Regions from separate parts of the Mus musculus genome. Here region 2 is linked to region 1. The links are chromatin contacts, called in public Hi-C maps. All regions are on one chromosome and are shown on one strand. Each heading gives the region's core, a stretch centred on a gene start, on an enhancer-like site or on the middle of the called end of the contact. The rest is flanking DNA. Distances are from core to core; before and after follow the strand shown.

Evidence for each region. A called contact is a pair of places that touch in the nucleus more often than the background predicts.
Region 2: a contact with region 1 is called in a Hi-C map of B cells, with 7 read pairs. The contact joins the promoter of G6bos here to the promoter of Mlst8 in region 1. A contact is called at or near these places in 1 of 39 promoter capture datasets (cranial neural crest) and 1 of 484 Hi-C or Micro-C datasets (B cells).

Annotation. Positions count from the first base shown.
Region 1 is chr17:24,477,410-24,480,561 of GRCm38.p6, reverse strand. Mlst8 (MTOR associated protein, LST8 homolog (S. cerevisiae)) reads left to right here and starts at 1,484. Exons shown (of 9, transcript NM_001252464.1): 1 at 1,484-1,550; 2 at 2,104-2,242; 3 at 2,400-2,451; 4 at 2,537-2,699; 5 at 3,057-3,132. The coding sequence starts at 2,114.
Region 2 is chr17:35,062,829-35,065,980 of GRCm38.p6, reverse strand. G6bos (G6b opposite strand) reads right to left here and starts at 1,544. Exons shown (of 1, transcript NR_001462.1): 1 at 385-1,544. It overlaps Mpig6b (megakaryocyte and platelet inhibitory receptor G6b), which reads left to right. Exons shown (of 6, transcript NM_001191012.1): 2 at 77-418; 3 at 572-662; 4 at 1,025-1,077; 5 at 1,219-1,295; 6 at 1,545-3,152. The coding sequence ends at 1,649.

The DNA.
Region 1 (3,152 bases), core at 235-2,734:
ACTGATGGGGACAGATGCAGAGTGCCACAACCAAATACTAGGCGGAGTTTGGAGTCCTGCAGAGGAGGGGGGGGGGATTAGAAGAACTAGAGGGGTCAGGAACACCACAAGAACACAGAGGGGCCGGTGGACCTCCTGGGGTCTTGCAGAGTCAGAGAGCTGCTAAGGCTCTGACCTAGGTCCTCTGCATATAAGCTTGGTGTTCTGGAATCCTAACAGGGCTGGGCTGTCCCTGACTCTGCTGCCTGAGATCCTTCTCCTCTTGCTGGGTTGCCTCTTTCAGCTTTAAAGTGATAGTATGTGCCTGGTTTTATTGTAGCTTGTGTGTGTTTGGTTGATGTCCCTGGGAGGCCTGCTCTTTCCTGAGGGGAAGTACTTGGTGGTGGTGGTGGTGGGGTGAATCTGGGAGAGAGGAGAGAGGAGAGGAGAGGCTTGGGGGAGGGGAGGAAGAGGAAACTGCAGTTGGGATGTAATATAGGAGAGAATAATATTTATATTCCAGCTAGGCTTTCCCCAGCTAGGAATATAAATATTATTCTCTCCTATATGCCTCTGCCTCCCAAGTGCTGGGATTAAAGGCTGCGCCGCCACCACCACCCGGCTAATTTGCTGTTCTTGAATCAGATGTTCTACACCTATCTGTTCAATGTTATTTAGTAGACACATAAAGCTGTTGAGTGCTTGTAATGTATCTATCTAGTCTAAATTGAAACTATTCACAAGAACATGATGCACACTATATTTCAGTTTAAAATAAAAAAGCACAAAATATTTATGTTGAATGTGTTAAAAGAATATTTTTATATATTGGGTTAAATAAAAAGTATTATTAAAAATTTTAAAAAATGGAGGCATGAGAGTCTGCAGTTTTAAACGAGTTTCTGGGCTAGCTTATGTGCCCTCAGGATCAGGCTGAAAGGGTCTAGACTATGGCTACCAGATAAAGCAAATAGAAGTAACAGACTGCCCAGTTGCATTCAAACTTCTTGTAAGAAAGTAATTCTTTTAGTACAGTGTTTGAGATATGCCTATACTAAAAGAAAAAGAGAGAGAGAGAAATTAAGAAATTAAGAAATTAAGAAAGAAAGAAAGAAAGAAAGAAAGAAAGAAAGAAAGAAGGAAAGAGAGAAAAGCTAGGAAGGAAGGAAAAAAGAAAAGAAAAAATGATTTTTATCTGAAAATTTTGCATTACCTAGAAATTCTAGCTTGGTTGGTAGGGTAGGTGATTGTGTATGTCTGCGGGGGGTGGAGGGACGACGACAGTGTAATTCCTTCTGGGAGCCAAGTCTGGAAAATAGGCAGCAGTACCATGGCTGTAGTTCCCAGTGAGTTGAAGGGTGGCGTCGCGGCTGATGGCCATTCTGAGCACGATCACTTCTGGAGTTCTTCGTCTCAGAACTCTGGTATCCCTTTCAACTCCCCCACTCCCCGGACCCATGGTCTCGCCCGGAGTTACTATCGATAGCTCTACGCTCGGCCCGGCTTCTATCGACTAGCTCCTCCTCGCCTCGCCGTCCTGGACTAAGGCAGAGTGCAGAGCGTGTGTTAAGGTACGGGGGACACGGGATGAGGGCTGCTACCGACCACTGGGTGGCTAGGAGAGTGCGGTCGGGGTAATCGGGCCGGTAACACAGAGCCAGGGCGGTGTGCAGAGCACTGGGGAGCGCGGGGGTCCTGCCAGATAGCGCCCCCACCCATCCGATCCCAGTGCCGGTCAACTACGCATGCTCAGCAGCAGCAGTGCCGGGCTTTTCCTTAGTCGCCATGCGCATGCGTTGCCTACCCTTGCGAGAGACGGCGCCCGGGCGATGGCCTTCTGCGTGTGACTGCCTCCTGCTGGCTGCTGGCGAGGTGGCGTCTCCAAGCGTGAGGGTGAAGCTGAAGGAACACTCTCCCGGGAGCAAAGTAGCCGGAGTCTTTTTTTTTGAGACTGTCAGCGTGACCCTGAACACTCTTATTTTTCTTAGTTTTAAAGTGAAGTTAATACCGGTACACTGTAGTGTGCAGATTGTTATGCGTACATCTTTTCTCTCCAAACGTTTTGACCTTTGGACCTTACTTATCACCTCTTGGCCCAGTGCAGGTCTCATTTTTTTTCTCCAGCCATCAAACAATGAATACCACCCCAGGCACAGTGGGCAGTGACCCTGTCATCTTAGCAACTGCAGGCTATGACCACACGGTGCGCTTTTGGCAGGCTCACAGTGGAATCTGCACTCGAACAGTGCAGCATCAGGACTCTGTATCCTCCTCTTGGCAGCAGGATGGTGCTGGCCAGAATTAAGTATGAATGATATGTGTTTGGGGAAACTCAGGCCAGGTGGTGGAGGTCTTGATGGCCTTGTAGCCCCAAGGTTTCCCTCTCTGGGTTCTCTTCCTGTTATCCTTAACATGCTCAGCAGGTAAATGCATTGGAGATTACTCCGGACCGAAGCATGATTGCTGCTGCAGGTACCTGAGATTCTCGACCTCTGACCCTTTACTGGCCGTAGTTCTACCTGGCACACCCATGCTTCAATTCCCCCTGTGTCCCTAGGTTACCAACATATCCGCATGTATGATCTCAACTCCAATAACCCCAACCCCATCATCAGTTATGACGGAGTCAGTAAGAACATTGCATCAGTGGGCTTTCACGAGGATGGTCGCTGGATGTATACAGGTGGCGAGGACTGCACAGCTCGCATCTGGGACCTCAGGTGGTGTTGTGTGTTGGGCTGAAGAGGACGGCTGCCCGGGGAGTGGGCAGGCCAGGGGATTGTCTGTGGGCAGGCTATTCTGCAATCAGTTAGTCTTAGTGCAAGAGGGGTTGAGCGGGCGATGGAGGGAAGGTAGAAAGCAGAATAGAATTACATCAGAGAGCTAGCCTTGCCTTGAGGCTAGGGGGCCAGACTTTCCTTCCCTTTTCACTGACCTCAAGCTTGTGGAGAAAGAGCTAAACTTCACAACCATTTCTCCTAAGGTAGAAGCAACTCCTTTGAGCAGAGAATGGGGGCTTTTGGTAGAGGCATGGATCAAATCCATTAGAAGCCATGTGTAACCTTAACTCCCCACAGGTCCCGGAACTTGCAGTGTCAGCGTATCTTCCAGGTGAACGCACCCATTAATTGCGTGTGTCTGCATCCCAACCAGGTGAGGAATGCTCATGGGGC
Region 2 (3,152 bases), core at 295-2,794, about 11 Mb before region 1:
GAGAGACAGAGACAGAGAGACAGAGAGAGCGCCTGATAAACTAGCCCTAACTATCTCCCTCCCCCACCTTTCCTAGTTTCTTTGGAGGGCAGCCCTGGGGACCGGGTGAATCTCTCCTGCATAGGGGTCTCCGACCCCACCCGCTGGGCTTGGGCGCCTAGTTTCCCAGCATGCAAGGGCTTGTCTAAAGGGCGCCGTCCGATCTTGTGGGCCTCGACGAGAGGGACCCCAACTGTGCTCCAGCATTTCTCTGGCCGCCTGCGTTCCCTGGACAATGGTATCAAGCGGCTAGAGCTGCTGCTGAGCGCCGGGGATTCTGGAACCTTTTTCTGCAAAGGACGCCACGAGAATGAGAGTCGCACAGTGCTTCAAGTGTTAGGGGACAAGGCAGGTTGCCGGCCTGCAGGATCTACCCACGGTAGGTCGAGGCCCAGATGCACAGGGGCACTTAATTTGGACACACACGCGGGACAAAAAGCGGGGCGGAATCTTACAGAGCGGTAAAGTTAGTAGAACCCTATTGTCTGTACCCCTGACCACGGCATCTCTCCCTGCCTCGCGGTCTCCCTAGGGTACGAGTATCCCAAGGTCCTGATTCCGCTCCTGGGCGTTGGGCTTGTGCTGGGACTGGGAGTCGCGGGCGTGGTCTGGCGGCGGCGCAGGTGAGCACTGGAGGCGGAGCCTGGCTTGAAACAGGGTGTGACCAGTCAGGGCGTGGGGAAAGAGGTGGGGCAGAGCCCTAACCTTTACAAAGAAAAAGAAGTGTCTGGAGGCCTGGCGTTTGTTAAAAGAATGTGAGAGGTCAGCCCTTGGGTGCTAGGCTACAGGCTGGAGTAGGGAACCGAGGCTGCAGAAACCAAACTGAAAGGTCAGAAAGCCCAGAGAGTGGGCGGGACCTGGTTCCAGAGGAGCCTAAGTTGTTTTGCTGGTCGGAGACTGCAGTTTGCACAGTTCTTATTGGCGCCGCCTGCGGCCGAGGAACCAGTAAGACGAGATTGGTGACTCTTCAAGGACTTCCTTACAGACTCTCGCCTCCGCCCCCACCCCCGCCCCCGCCTGGACCACTACCCACATTTGGTGAGATTAACTGCACTCAATTTCCCTATCCTACCCGCACAATCCCTAACCCTGAGTTCTTGAGTCTGAGTCCTTGCGAGGAGCAGACAAAGTTGGTCATTTTCTCTTCACCCTTCAGTTCTGTCCCTCCCTCCCACATAGCTCCAGTCATAAATGCTGAGCCACAGAGGCCTTTAGAACAGGAGTCCAAGATCTCAGGCCACCTGGACCAGGAGCCGGTAAGGGCCTGGGGATGGGAAAAAGGCCAGAATCCCGGAGGAAAGAGGGCCAAGAAAGCAGCCTAGCTAGGTTGCTGTGGAGCAGCAGTGTAATCCCAGCACTCTGGAGGTTTAAGCAGGAAGATGAAAGCCAGGCTTTGCTACATAGTCGCCTTTACCCACAGTGGGGAAAAGAAAAAAAGCTTTGATTCCAAGCTAAGGGGTCAGATTGATGAGACCATACTACCGTCCTCTCTCTACCTCCTCCAGAGCCTGCACTACGCTGATCTGGACCACTCTGTCCTCGGGAGGCACCGCCGGATGTCCACAGTGGTTTCTGGTGATGCCTCCACTGTCTATGCGGTTGTAGTATAAAGGGAAGCCCTTGTTCTGCCAACCCTTTCTATCTGGGGCTCCCCTGTATAACCTCAGCTAGAAGGGGCAGGCACCATGGACAGAGGCACTGATAGAGGCGACTGACTACCTGGTTTGCGTTCTGCCAATGGTCAACTTTTTTTCTGTCACTTCCATCTTCTGTAACATCTTTCCTTCTCCACTGCTGCCCTCTCTAAAGATGATCAAGCTGCCTGTTAAGCTTTTTCTTCGCGCCCCCCCCCAAGACTGGGATTTCTCTGTATAGCCTTGGCTGTCTTGGAACTCCGTAGACCATAGACCAAGCTGGCCTTGAACTCAGAGAATTCATCTGCTTCTGCCTCCCAACTTCTGAGTTTAAAGGCACTGCCTGGCCCAATGAAGCATTTCAAACTTTAGACATAGACCTGCCTCGTTACCGGTCTGACTGCACTCCCCCTGCTCATTGGCTGCTGCTGCTGCTCATCCACTGAAAGGTTGCCAGTGATGTCCTACCACCAGATAACATTCACCCCTGTTTAAACCAGGGTTTACTTTGTTGCTATTGTCTTTGTAGTAGCACTGTTCTGCTCATCTCTTTGTTTCTCCTCCGTACTCTTCTAGGAAGCTGGCCAATCAATCTTCAGCCCCCAAATGATACACAGTAGTCCTTCCAAGCCAGATCTCAGACCTAGTTCACTCTGTCCAGATGGCCTCAGGCATTTTGCCCAAGGCTTGTCAAACCTGACTCAGTCATTTCTTAAGCCATCCCCTGGGTCCTCCTCTGAAAGCTCTTGAAGAACCCAAGTTGTCCAAGCCAGAAACTGGGGTCAGAGTACACCATCTCCTCTCCCACACAAGGACTTATCAGGACCCTAACCCGCCGCTTCCACTCCTTTTAAAGACAGGCTCTCTTATGGCTGAGGCTGACTTTGAAATCTCCCTCTCCTTATGTCTACCTTCAGTGTTTGGATAAAAGTGATTGCAAGCATGCACCACCAACCACACAAGGCCTTGTCTGTAGCAGGTCACTGTCCTCTGTACCTTTCTCCATGTCCAATGCTGCCACCAGAATGTACTGTCATCATTTGCTTCATGATGACCCACAGACCCCTCTGATCCTCGTGCCCTGCTCTTCCTACTCAAAGCCAGCAAGATTCCCAGGATCAACCACTGGTTCTTTCCCAAGGTTTCAGCTCTGGGGCTGTGAGCGTGGGCTCTGTGTTCAGGCTCCAGCACTGGGCCCCTTTTTAGGCCTATCCATCATTTTCTGTGTGCACACGCCCTCAGAGAGTTTCTCCACAATGTTCTCCCTACAATACTCGTTGGCTCTTTGAAATAAATTCTGTTTTCTGGATTCCTTTTTCCTCTTCCTCCCTTCCCACCTGGATAATTGCCCCCCAGGATTTCATTCAAATGTAGCTTTTTCTGAGATAGCCTCATCCCAAATGCTTGCCTACTTCTGCACAAAATTTGATGCTCTAGAAACCCCCTGGTTTTTCCTTATAGAACCAGACTCCAGCAAAT